Linked DNA regions of Hordeum vulgare: all the other regions are linked to region 1. The links are chromatin contacts, called in public Hi-C maps. All regions are on one chromosome and are shown on one strand. The core of a region is the stretch at or near the end of the contact, and the rest is flanking DNA. Distances in the headings are between cores, read along the strand shown. Region 1 holds the start of LOC123441390 (gibberellin receptor GID1-like). Region 2 holds the start of LOC123441369 (squamosa promoter-binding-like protein 9). Region 3 holds the start of LOC123441401 (LEC14B protein-like). Region 4 holds the start of LOC123441379 (pentatricopeptide repeat-containing protein At2g30780-like).

Evidence for each region. A called contact is a pair of places that touch in the nucleus more often than the background predicts.
Region 2: a contact with region 1 is called in a Hi-C map of seedling, with 9 times the contacts expected there. The contact joins the promoter of LOC123441369 here to the promoter of LOC123441390 in region 1. A contact is called at or near these places in 1 of 6 Hi-C or Micro-C datasets (seedling) and 1 of 1 datasets of contacts at active chromatin or transcription factors (embryo).
Region 3: a Hi-C map of seedling shows a contact between it and region 1, with 7 times the contacts expected there. The contact joins the promoter of LOC123441401 here to the promoter of LOC123441390 in region 1. A contact is called at or near these places in 3 of 6 Hi-C or Micro-C datasets (leaf and seedling) and 1 of 1 datasets of contacts at active chromatin or transcription factors (embryo).
Region 4: a contact with region 1 is called in a Hi-C map of leaf, with 7 times the contacts expected there. The contact joins the promoter of LOC123441379 here to the promoter of LOC123441390 in region 1. A contact is called at or near these places in 4 of 6 Hi-C or Micro-C datasets (leaf and seedling) and 1 of 1 datasets of contacts at active chromatin or transcription factors (embryo).

What each region holds. Positions count from the first base shown.
Region 1 is chr1H:415,084,372-415,087,607 of MorexV3_pseudomolecules_assembly, reverse strand. It overlaps LOC123441390 (gibberellin receptor GID1-like), which reads left to right and starts at 1,676. Exons shown (of 2, transcript XM_045117851.1): 1 at 1,676-2,054; 2 at 2,663-3,236. The coding sequence starts at 2,016.
Region 2 is chr1H:414,707,623-414,710,858 of MorexV3_pseudomolecules_assembly, reverse strand. LOC123441369 (squamosa promoter-binding-like protein 9) reads left to right here and starts at 1,572. Exons shown (of 10, transcript XM_045117839.1): 1 at 1,572-2,516. The coding sequence starts at 1,876.
Region 3 is chr1H:415,439,596-415,442,831 of MorexV3_pseudomolecules_assembly, reverse strand. LOC123441401 (LEC14B protein-like) reads right to left here and starts at 1,785. Exons shown (of 12, transcript XM_045117856.1): 1 at 1,557-1,785; 2 at 55-506. The coding sequence starts at 426.
Region 4 is chr1H:414,780,283-414,783,518 of MorexV3_pseudomolecules_assembly, reverse strand. LOC123441379 (pentatricopeptide repeat-containing protein At2g30780-like) reads right to left here and starts at 1,753. Exons shown (of 2, transcript XM_045117844.1): 1 at 387-1,753; 2 at 239-385. The coding sequence starts at 1,646. The coding sequence ends at 338.

The sequences.
Region 1 (3,236 bases), core at 427-2,926:
AAACAGTGGGCTGGGCTTGGCGCAGTCCTCCTGGCCCAGTTACTGCTAATTTCAAGTGTGCTGCTCTCAAGAAGTCAAAACAACATGCCAAAGTGATAACTAAACACACCAGATAATCCAGGCTATAAAAAATAAAAACTAGCAGCACTACCAGCAGATAATCCCGGCAACCGCTTCCGATCCAATCCAAGGTGTGGCAGCTGCTACCCCAAAAAATGAGTACGTACGTATTGGTTCAGATGCAAGGGCCAGTCTTTGATTTGAATATAGGTGCCTGGTGAGTGCACAACCCGGGCATGTGCATGTACCACAATAATTGCCACAGTTTATGCTTGTCATCAAGTGGTTCCAATAGGGAAACCATTTTATACGCACACACACCACGAACTTTATATACTCCTACGTACCACCAGTCCACTTTCCAGGAGTTGTATCCCCCAAAGCAAACTCACCAACGGCAACTGGCAGCCATTGGGTTTAACTAATCCAGCGATTGGCGCATTGACATGGGGGACGACGACCTACATTAGCGCCGGTCGTCAGTCCATGGCTGAACGCGGTTAAGCTGCTGCTGCTACTACTTGTAATCCATGGCGGGTGCGACCATTGGCCGAGCGAAAACGGAGAAGAGGCCGCCACGTACCGGTGGTGACGGACGGTGGACGAGGAACGCCGGCGCCGCTGCCGGCCGGGCCGGCAGGAGGAGTTGAATATTGGACGTGGCGGCCCGCGGCCATGTGAAACGAATACAGGGCAGCACCACAATTTTAATTAGCAGTATAGCGGTGGTGTACCGGGATAGTAGCAGTATAGATGCTTTAGACAGATGAAAAATCAAGATCAGGGAATGGCCGGCCCACACCTTGTGATTGTTGTTTGTCGCGCCATTATTGTTGTATACACTATAAATAAACCCGTTCTCTCAGCAGGAAACCCGGTGGTTAGATTCCTTGTACTTTGGCAAAATGTCAAGACGGTGCTTTCTTCCCCCCGCATCCATCCATCCATCCATCAGGGGGTAACGTAGCGCTCCAGAACGTACATGCTACGCTGACCTTTACGCGTTCGGTCTAATATGAATGTGCGAGCGGAAAACGGAGCCGGAAAACCGTTGAAAAATCCCAAGTAGCCGCGTCAAGGCCGGCAGCGGGGCTAGATCGGGGCCAAGATGCTGCACTTGGGACTTGAAAATCAAGCCGGGAGATGGACAAGGTTGGACAAAATTAAGCCGAGTTTGCTTAATTTTAGCTAACATCTTGTGAGCTTGAAGATGCGGGGAACACAAGATGCACGTAGGGTACGTCCATGAGAGCCGTCCATGATGTGGTGCACCTAACAGTTCGTCCACTTCTTCTCTGCCGCGTCTAAAAGAGAAGTGCCAAAAAACGCAAAATAAAGATGGGACGGAGGAGAAAAAGAAAAGAGGGAGCTCTCAATTCTCAGAGGCAGGCATCCATCCAAGCGCCCCGAGACCGTCCAAAACAATAAACAAAACAAAGAGACCAGGAGAGAGAAGAGAGAGAGAGAGAAGAAAAAATAACCATATTGGCATGGCAGCTTGGCTAGGCAAGTGGGGGTGAGGGCCCCGCACACACAAGTTTTACTTTTTGAGCCGCCCGGTTTTGTCGTCTCCCCCGTCCGCTCCCCTCCCCTCCCCTCCCCCTCCCCACTCCCCCTATTTCCATTGCCCCGCACCCCCCTTGCATCCGTCTCCCTGTGCTTCACGCCACAACTCGCCTCACCAGCGAGCCCTCTCGACCTTTCGAGCCTCCTACTCCCTCGCACCACTGTTGGCTGCCTTCTCCTGGCTCGAGGTGCCCGCTAGGGAGGGGGATTCGGATCGCCGGCGGCTGGGCCCCTGCCGGACTCGGTGGGCGGGATCCTCCTCGCGCTTCTTGGGGGCTCCATGCCGTGAGCCAAGCAGCCAGCCAGCGGCATCCTTCGTTCCCCCGGGGAGATCTTGCTCCTAGCAGCCGAGAGCCGAGAGCAGAGAGCCGACAGGAGGCAGCGCCGACATGGCCGGCAGCGACGAGGTCAACCGAAACGAGTGCAAGGTCCGTCCGTTTCCATCCTCCTCCTCCTCCTCCTTTGTTTGGCGCCTGTTTCGGGGCGCCAGCGGCGCATGTGTGTCCGTCCTTGCGTTTGTGTTTGGGTTCTCGTTTCCGGGCCTTCTTCTTCCGTGTGGGCGCCGCCGCGCGATTCTTGATTTGTGCCCCCGCCCCGCCTCGCCGCTTTACGGTGGGAGGGAAGGGGGATTTCTCTCTCGCTCCGTCGCTGCCTTTGTTTCCCCTTTGGGCTCGATCCCAATTTTATTCCCCTCTCGCCTGCCTCCGTTGTTTTAGGCGGGGGCCGATACTAATACAGCTACCCAACAAGCAACAAATCATTCATCCGCATCCATCCATCCCTCCATCCGTGTGCGCGCGCGCCTTTGCCGCAGAGCGCCCGCGCAAAGCTTGCATCTTTTCTAGCAAGACGCGGCCGAAACATGGCGCCTCGCATTGCGCTCCTGTCCGAGCGCAAAACAGCTCCTCGTTTCGTTTGGTTTGGTTTTTGGTTTGGGTTTGGTTTCGTTGCGAGGTGTGTGTGATTGTGTTTTCCATTTGCTGGTGTGGTGGTCTCACTCTCACACTGTTGCTGCTGGGTCTGTCGTGCTGTGCAGACGGTTGTGCCGCTCCACACATGGGTGCTCATCTCCAACTTCAAGGTGTCGTACCACATGCTCCGCCGCCCAGACGGCACCTTCGAGCGCGACCTCGCCGAGTACATGGACCGCCGGGTGCCCGCCAACCCCAAGCCGGTGGAGGGCGTCTCCTCCTTCGACCACGTCATCGACCACTCCGTCGGCCTCGAGGCGCGCATCTACCGCGCCGTCGCCGGCAACGCCGCGGCCGCAGAGGGCGCCGCCGCGCTCACCCTGCCCATCCTCGAGTTCCTGAGCGGGGCGCCGTCCCCGGACCCGCTGCCGGTGATCATATTCTTCCACGGCGGCAGCTTCGCCCACTCGGCGTCCAGCACCACCATCTACGACAACCTCTGCCGCCAGTTGGTGAAGCTGAGCAAGGGCGTGGTGGTGTCCGTGAACTACCGGCGCGCCCCGGAGCACCGGTACCCGTGCGCGTACGACGACGGGTGGACGGCGCTCAAGTGGGCGCAGGCGCAGCCGTTCCTGCGGAGCGGCGAGGACGCGCAGCCCCGCGTGTTCCTCGCCGGCGACAGCTCCGGCGGCAACATCG
Region 2 (3,236 bases), core at 323-2,822, 380 kb after region 1:
TGCTGCCAAACCGACGACGATAAAGACCCGAGCTGCTAGAGGCAGATTGAGCACCTGCATGCGACACCGAGGCATTGCCCATGCTGGGTGGACCGATACCCAGCCAATCCATGGCAAGCGCAGTCCGCCAGTGGCCGCATTCGCCAAATCCCACCGACAGGATGCGCCAAATCCCGCGGCAGGATGCGCCAAATCTCGCCGCTGCCGCCGTAGATCCACCACTCGACGTCCTACACTGGGACGAAGGAGGTACCCCACAGGTGGATGTGTTGCTGGGTGAAGGAGGGAGGCGGTTGGAGAGCAAGGTGGCCGGGAAAATGGACGCTGTCCTAGGATTTGTGCACTTGCGGGTGACGGGTGGGGGAAGGGGATAAAAAAGGCGAGACTGTGTCATCGACACGCGGGCAAGGGGAATGAGCACACGGGCGAGGCGCGTGTCCGCTTCGTGTCCACGTCGACGCAAATGCGACTTAAATTTGGGTCGTCGCGTTGGGCCGTGTTTTCTGTGCACCGAGACCGAAACGTAACACGCGAACGAAATGGGTTGCCCGGTTGGAGTTGCTCTAAGTACTTGAGATCGTACATGCGCATGAGTACTACGTTTCGGTGCTCAAACTCATATGGTAAAAAATTCAAAATAAATATTAAAAATAAAAAAAAAATCATTTTTTTTCGAGTGATAGATAATTTGATACGTGAGGTTCGCTCCAATATTTGTATCATTTGAACAAATTAGCAGCTCTCAGCAAAATAAACAAATCGGGTCAAAACAAATACACTTTTTTAATGACCTCGAATTTATCTTTTTTGCCAAGAGCTGTTCAGATGTCCAAATGATTCGAAAATTAAAATAAACTTCACACATCAAATTATCTATAAAAAGTTACATTTTTAAAACTTTAATATTTATTTTAATTTTAGATGAGTTTGGGTTCAGAAATGAATTTTGGCATGAGCACGCCCTAATATTCCGTTCCTGTGCACTTGTCAGCGCTCGGACTAGAAAAACGATGAAGCTTGTGCCTTATCCGTGAATGTAGTAAACACTAATAACACGAAGCCCAATGTCAACTCTCACGTTCCCCTAAAAAAAAAGAAAATGTCAACTCTCACGATAGTTTTTCTTTTTCTTTTTAAAAGGCACTCTCATGATGGTTCTTTCCCTTTTATAAAAGGAAAAAACTCGGGTAACGGGAAAAAAACACTCTCAAAACGGAAGACATTCCAGCGTCCATCCATCCAACAAAAAAGCAGACTGTTTCTCGAAAAAAAAAGGAAGACCGTGTCGACACGATGAGACCATATCGGCACAACCCCTCCCGTCCGCCCGCGTCCCAATCCGATCCCCACCGCCCAGATACCGATCCAATGGCCGGCGGTCGCTGTCGTATCCGCCGTCGCGCGACGGCAGCAACAGGACGGGGGTCAGCGCGTGCGTGTCGACCCCTCCCCGCTCGCTGACACGGTAGGACCCACGCCTCCGTCGCTGTGGCTTGAAGATTCGCCCACTCGCCAAACACCCGCACTGCGCCAGCAGCACCTGCTCTCCGTCACGGCGTCACGCCGTCACCAACCGCACGCGGCACGCCGAACTCGAGGGCCCACGCGCCAGCAGTAGCGCGACTGGCCCCGGCCGCCCTACGCCGCTCACCTACCATTACCAAAGCCTTTCCTTCCTCCTCCCGCGACGAGACGACCAATTCGCCCGCCCTCGTCGCGTCGCCGGCCGCCTTCTCCCCCCTCCCCACCACGCCCGACGCCTCCGCGGAACCGCGAACGAGACCCAGCGTAGCGAGAGCCGATTGGGTCGCGCGCGCGCGCCGGGTTTTTGGGGCTAGGGCTTGGCTCGTGGTCGCGGTTTCCAGTTCCCAGGAAATGGACGCCTCCGACTCCGGCGGGGGCGGCGCGGCGGCCGATGCGGGGGAACCCGTCTGGGACTGGGACAACCTCCTCGACTTCGCCATCCCGGATGACGATTCCCTGCTCCTCCCGTGGGATGACCCACTCGGGATCGAGGGCGATCCCACCACCGAGACGGCGCTGCTCCCTGCCCCGCCTCCGCCGCAGCCAGTGGAGCCGGCGCCTGCGCCACCGTCTCCATCTGTTGAGGCCGGGGCAAGCAGACGCGGCGTCAGAAAGCGCGACCCGCGGCTGGTGTGCCCTAACTACCTCGCGGGGATTGTGCCCTGTGCGTGCCCCGAGTTGGATGAGATGGCGGCCGCCGCGGAGGTCGAGGAGGTTGCCGCGGAGGTGCTTGCCGGTCCGAGGAAGAAGCCCAAGGCCGCCAGCCGGGGTAGCAGCGGGGCGGTAGTCAAAACTGGTGGTGGTGGCAGTGGCAGTGGAGTGGCTGCCCGTGGGGGAGCAGCAGAAATGAGGTGCCAAGTGCCGGGCTGTGAGGCGGATATACGGGAGCTGAAAGGGTACCACAAGCGGCACCGGGTGTGTCTGCGTTGCGCGCACGCGTCTGCCGTCATGCTCGATGGCGTCCAGAAGCGCTACTGCCAGCAGTGCGGCAAGTAAGCTACATTTGCCCCTTGTTAGTTGCTGAATATAAGTTTGTACAAGACCCATTGTTATTATTAGGATACACAATTGAATACTTGAAATGTTTGTACAGTCTTCATCCCCTGACTTAGTTGTAGTTCTTCGATAAGGCAGGTCGTTGGATCACTATTTCCAGCTTCCTTCATTGAATTTGTCGAGTTAAGGACTAGTGCAACCGCTACATTTTTTATTTTTTGAGTAGAGTTCCTCAGGCATATGCTGTCACGGTTGATTTGTCTTGAGTGTTCTTCAAGATTTATGCATTAATTATATTTTGTTTGGCTTAAACTTATCACGAAAGACATGCCGGAGCACAACTTTGTAGCTGTAATGAAGTAATTATGTGAAAAACCACTAGACTACCATGCTAGAGTTTTTTTTTTCTTGTAGTAGGCTATACTAGTGCGGTGACATGCAATATTTGATGTATGAGCCCCTGCAATTCAATTGAAAGCAATCCCGCCAAAAATATTCCGGATATGCTAGTTACATATTGTTTTGTTTGGTCCCAGGATTCAGGCATCCTGGTGGAACTTATCTAGGATTTGTCGGGACTCTCGTGATATTTCCAGTGAATTCCGCTTTCAAGTAGAGTTAATAACATAATAATTTTTTCGATTAATGGTAGACACACAAACACATGCCTACACCACCACAAGCCACATGTGAGTGCATCCCCAAGCACATGCCTA
Region 3 (3,236 bases), core at 536-3,035, 360 kb before region 1:
TCTGCTTACTATAGCCTAGCAAAAAAAATACTATTGCATTAGAGCATAACATACCTGAAAACCAGCAACAAAAAGAGAACCATCGGCAGAAAAATGTGAAACATAAGCTCGTGAATCCATCCTGTCCACTGTTTCAGGACCATCCACTGGAAGATAATGACCAAGAACGAATGCACGATCAACCGGAGAAAACTTTCCATTTCCTGAAGAGTTAACTTCCCTTCCACGTAACAACCTAGTTACTGAGACTCTATCCATGGACTTGCGGATGCTTTCACTAGGTCCTGATCTTAGTCGAGTCATGTGGAAAATATCATTATTTAATTTTGAGAAGTCATTATTCACTTCGACTGAACTAGATCCATCACTATTCTGCCCTTCATGTTCACTGTATCCCTCATGCAGCCTACTCATGCCATAACCCATCGTTTTCAACTGCTATATGTATATCAATTCTCCTTCCAAATGCTCATCGAAATGTAGACTCCAAAGCTTGTTTCTGGAGACTGAAGAAGTTCCCAAAAAAAAGAATTATGAGAATGAGTGAGTAGGTAAAATCATACACTGCATAAGAGTTATATGCTTGACAAGAGCAAGATATGTTTACCATGATTATTCAATGTGCTACAAGTAACTGAATATACAAACCCCAACTAACACCAACCCAAAGAACATGTGCTCGCTCCCTACAATAGTTTAATTATCCCCTTTTAAGAAAGGAGGTACTTAATTGTCCAACAAATCGAATTAAATTTACAAAGAACTCAGCTCAGCATTACACAACTTGGAAGGCTCAGTTTAGCAATGTCCTATGAAGGAGATATTCAGAGCTGAAAGTTGTAGCCAAAGCAACTGAGCATGATACCACGGGTTTTATCACATAATGTATTCTGCACGTACATGTTCTCTGCTTGGTAAAAGTTATCACACAGGGACCAAGAACAGACAATGAATCTTGCATTGCCTCCATAGTGCTCCCTCCGTTCACAAATATAAGATGTTTTGGATATTTCAATATTGAGTTATGGACTACTTATGGACTGAAATGAGTGATAAAACATGTCTATATACATCCGATTCACAAAAAAGTTAGAACATCTTATATTTGTCAACGGAGGGAGTATTTCCCTTATTTCAGGCAGCTCTCAGCTACTCCTACCAATTTCGATAGTGCAAAATCAGCAAACTTCAACATAAACTCAAGCACTCTAAGCTACAAAAAAGGGTAAAAGGAAATTGTTGAAGCCGTCAGACCAAAATACTAAGGGAAAAAAACTGCACGTTTCTTCAGCTAAGCATACAACAGATTAAGGAGAAGAACGTGACACGCCACAACAAGTACATCAACAGGCGGCAGCGAGATGCTGCGGTCAGCGATGACTACGCCGGCAACATCGCACAAACACTGGCGGCGGCTTAGCATAGCAGGAGCTGCGGGTGCTAACCTACTACCTATCCTCGTCTCGCGCTTCTCCCGTAGCGCTACCACATCTCATAATTCCTAAGCCCAGTCACTCAGACAGAAACAACAAAGGAACTCGATGGACGGGGCTAACCGAGCAGGGACGGAGAGGGACTGGTTTGATCGGGAGGAGGGAGGACGAGCAGGTGGCCGCAGAAATGAATCGAACCGGAGCGGCGGAATCGAGCTCGCGGCGATTCTCCCGTCGTCGCTCACTGGACGCTTGAGAGTTGGGGGCTGCTTCTCTCCGCCGTGCTCTGCGGCGAGGAGATTTTTGCCACCCGTTTTCTCGAGTCGGTCCCACTAGCTGACAACCACCGCTTGCCAACCGCCGACCCATTTACAAGAACGGGCCGGTCGGTGGCCGTATGACTCCGGCTGCGTTGCTCGCCCGTGCGTTGCAACAGAAGAGAAAATAACATACGCTCTGAACGCAATATATTTTCATATGACATTATATTTGTGTTGCCGATGATGGCTTTAGTGCTCACACAATAAAAACGCGTTTGAATATACAGTCACTCGGAATAAGATGAGAAATATGTTGTTTCTCCCCACGAGGTTTTCTAAAGGTGTGCATGTGTTGTTAACATGTTTTCTTTCCTCTCAATTTGGTTTAATTTAATGGATGTTTATTGCAATTCGTATCGTCGTTGAAAAGAGAGAGAAAAAAAGACCGTGCACCACAGATTAAGTTTGCAGCAAAAATAATATTTAAGAAGTATTCAACAGCTAAAAATAACATCCTATTTAGATTCTACATATTTTTTAATCAAATTTCATATATAACATGTTAAAATCGGAGTTACGGTTTAAAAGATATGGACAATTTTATTTTAGATAAAATGTGGATTTATTAACTGAAAAGTTAGGGTTTTTTGTTAAAATACGGAGGGCGGGGTGATTACCTAAAATATCAGGGGTTTTCGGACAAATGAAAGAAAGATGATTCGTTTTCTGACTTAAATCCGGACTGCGGGTTGATTACCTGAAACATCAGGGGGGTTTCTAAAAAATGCAAAAAACGATTCGTTTTTTGACTTAAAACGTACTACGGGTTGAATACCGGAAAAGCAAGGGGTGTTTTTACAAAAAAGCCGACGACGTACGACAGAAGCGCTGCGCGCTTTATTATTAAGGGAGAATCAGCCTAGCCTTGATCAATTCTCTACCTAATATTTGTCACTAATCGGCCTTAGCTAGATCGATTATTATTAATCAGCCTAGTTGTGACCAATTCTCTACTTAATAATAAAACAGATACTACTTATGGATGTACGTTATGGTGTTTTTATAAAAATGTCCCTGTCTTTTCAAATAATTAACATGCAATTCTTCTATAACTCGGGGCGAACTTTTTTTATATTTTACGCAAAACCCCCTAATATATGTGTTAATCATCCCGCATCTATTAAGAATTAATATATATTTAAATAAACATATTTCTTAAACTGTAACTCTAATTTTAACATGTTATATATGAAATTTGATTAGAAAAATGTGTAGAATTTGAATATGGCGTTATTTTACATGTTCATTATTTTTAAAATGCAATCTAGGATGCAACTTAATAGATGATACGCGGTTCGTCTTTATTTCGTACCGGTGTTGGTTGGCAAGGAGCGAGCGAATGGAAAAAATATAGTCCTTGGTCTTGCTATATTTGTATGAGATTCTCTCTTTATACATGTGGCGCCATCTAGGACCGTACGTATATACCTTATTTTTGTGAAATCTATGTATACTTACCATTGGACTATACTATCTTTTTGTA
Region 4 (3,236 bases), core at 504-3,003, 300 kb after region 1:
TGCTGTTGTCCAAGTTCGCTAAATTAAAGATTAGATGCCTGCGTCTGTAACAGAAGTATGCTACTATATGTAAAAATAACATAAATTTATGAATATCAGTCAATGCAATAAGAATAGAGGTGTGTACTCACATGTTATTGAACAAATACGCCGGAAGGGGATCCAAAACCGTACTTCCACATCAAGCCAAGTATCGTATCGGCCTCGGATCTTCTTCCGCAACTTGAATATGCTTTGTGCATAATCCAGAAGGTCTTCTTTGTCCGGTCAAACCTAAAATACTCCATTTCATCCAACACCCCATGCATCTCTGACAGTCGATGGTTCTTCCCATACATCACCATCTTGCAGTGGTATAAACTCCGGCACAGTTTCCATCCAGCCCCTTCAGCCTGCCGGACGAAGTGTGCGAGTCTGTCCACAGCGTCACACTGGAAATAGTTGGTTATGATGGACCGCATCACCTGTGTTGTGGTGACTGTGGTATTGTGTTCCAATGCTTCAGCGATCCTTCTTTCCATCCCCTCGACCAAACCCTCCACTGCATACACCCTAATTAACAACACATTGAGCCAGGGCCTATAATCCTCAGGACGCAACTTCAGAAGCAGCTCCTCGATCTTTTGAATCCTATCTACATGTGCAAACTTGCAATAAGCACATAGCATTGCACGTATATGCACCATATCAACCTCGCCAGCATGCTCACGAGCACGCTCATAAGCCAGCTCCATCTTATAAATCTTCCCAGCATGTGCGTAACCTCTTAACATCAACAAATGCGTAGTGGTGTCTGGACCAACTCCACCTGCAATCATTTCATGGAACACTGCTTCCATTTTGTCCCACATCCATGCCGTGAGATAGCCAGCGATGATTGCGTTATAGGTGCCAATTGTACGGGGCTGTCCGGAGACATCCAGCGACTGGAGAGTGGCCTCCATGTGGTCGACCAGGAGGGAGCGACCGAAGAGAGCGATGAGGATGTTGTAGGAGTCCGCATTGGGCGGGCCACACCGTGGATCACGCTGCAGGGCGTGGAAGGCCTCGACGCAGCAATTCACAAGGCCACTGTGCATGTAGGCGGACATGAGGGCATTGTAGAGTGCCTGGTCGGGGCAGTAGGCGCTGGAGGCATCGGTGAAGATGTTGGCCGCGGCGGTGGGGTCGCGGGCGCGGCTGGCAAGCGAGATGGCGACGACAAACTCGGGGAGCGTGGGCGGCGGCGAAAGCGTGCGGCGAAACGAAAAGACCGCGAGGCCGACATGGGGCTTGAGGCGGAGGAGGGGAAGGAGCTCGAGGGAGGCGAGCGGCGAGACCGCGAGGAGGGTGGGGAATGAGTGGGCGTGGAGGGCGGGCAGGGGGTCGGGATCCGCCTCCGGCAGAGCCAGAAGAGAGGCGGCGAGGGAGGAAACGGCCGCGCGGAGGTGGGAAGCCGTGAAAGGCGGGAAGGGCGTGGAGCTGGGGGGACACCACTGCGGCCAGGGCGCGGGATGAAACGGCGGCGGGGACGGGGACGACGGGATGGAGGTGGAGGGGATCGCGTCCGGGGGAATGGGCACGGATGTGTAGGGGAGATGGACCGAACGGTGGAGGTGGCGGCGGCGAAGCAACGGGAGGAAGTGCCGAGCGGGGTGGCGGGACATGGGAGGATGAGGAGGGGTTCGGCGGCGGCGGCGGCGGCGGCGGCGCGGTGGGTTTTAGGGATCGGTATATTGGGGAAGGAAGAAGAGGGGCAAAGGCGGCCAGCTCGCCGTAGCGTTTTTGCATCACCTGACCTGTCTCGCGTTGGACTGGACCAAGCTGACAACTTGGAGAAGGCTTGGCCCGGCCTGGTGCCCTGGTTAACGAAAGCCTCCTGAGGCCTGCAAAACACAGTACGTTTGACGGGCCTGAATGGCCTGGGAGCCCTTAATCGGCGCTGCAGGCGCCCGATAAAGAACTGGTGCCCGCAGTACCTCAGATTTAGGCCGGCCCAGTGGAGCGACGCGCCCCCCACTCCTAACGCTCCCCGCTCCGTGTGGTCGCCGTTTGAACGGTTGACTTTGGAAAACCAGAAAAAAAACATAAAAAATCGAAAAAAATTCTAAAATGGTTCACGAATTTTAAAATAGCTCATTCAAATTTTAGAAAAGTTCATCGAATTTTAAAAAAATCGCTGAATTTAAAAAAAGTTTATCAATTTTGGAAAAAAACACGATTTTGAAAAACATTGAACGAATTTTGAAAAAAGTTTATCAATTTTGAAAAAAGTTCATTGATTTTGGAAAAAAGGCCATCATATTTGAAACGAGTTCATCAAATTTGAAAAAAAAACTCACAGGTTTTGAAAAATAGTTCATCGAATTTAAAAGGAGTTCATCAAATTTAAAAAAAAAAGTTGAGGATGAGGATTTTGAAGATTTGTTCTTTTTTCGAGTCATCAGAACTTTCATCCTTGTATTTCTTTTTATTTGATTCTTTCATCCAACGAGGACAGTCAGCTATGTAGTGATCAGATTTCTTACATTTGTGACAGGTTCTTTTCTTGTAGTCCTCATATGAAGATTTTGATTTCCTCATATCTTTTATTGAAGATTTACCAAATTGGCCACGCTTTGTAAACTTCTGAAATTTCCTCACGAGCATTGCAAACTCCTGTCCAAGTTCTTCAGGGTCACCAATGCTGCAATCCGAGTCTTCTTCTTCAAATGAGGAAATTGTTTTAGCCTTCAATGCACGAGGTCTTGAGTAGCTTGGTCCATACAGATCTCTCTTTTCTTCGTGTTGGAATTCATGGGTATTGAGTCTTTCAAGTATATCAGCAGGATCAAGCATCTTATAGTCTCCTCTTTCTTGAATCATGAGAACCAGTGTATCAAATGATGGATCAAGAGATCTTAGCAGTTTCTTCACAACTTCATGGTGAGTGATGTCTCGAACTCCCAGTGCTTGCAGTTCATTTGAAATGTCAGTGAGGCGATCAAAGGTATCTTGGCAGCTTTCATTGTTAAGCATCTTGAAGCAGTTGAAGAGATTGCAAAGAACATCAACACGAGAGCCGCGCTGGGTTGAGATTCATTCATTGACTTTGGATAGCCTATACCAGATAAGCTTAGTTGTGCCCAAAGCACTCACTGTGCCATACTGACCTTTGCTCAGATGGCCACATATGATATTCTTCGCTTGTGAGTCAAGTTGCTTGAATTTCTTCACATCAGTGGCAGACATAGTAGCAGTGATGGAGGGAATACCAT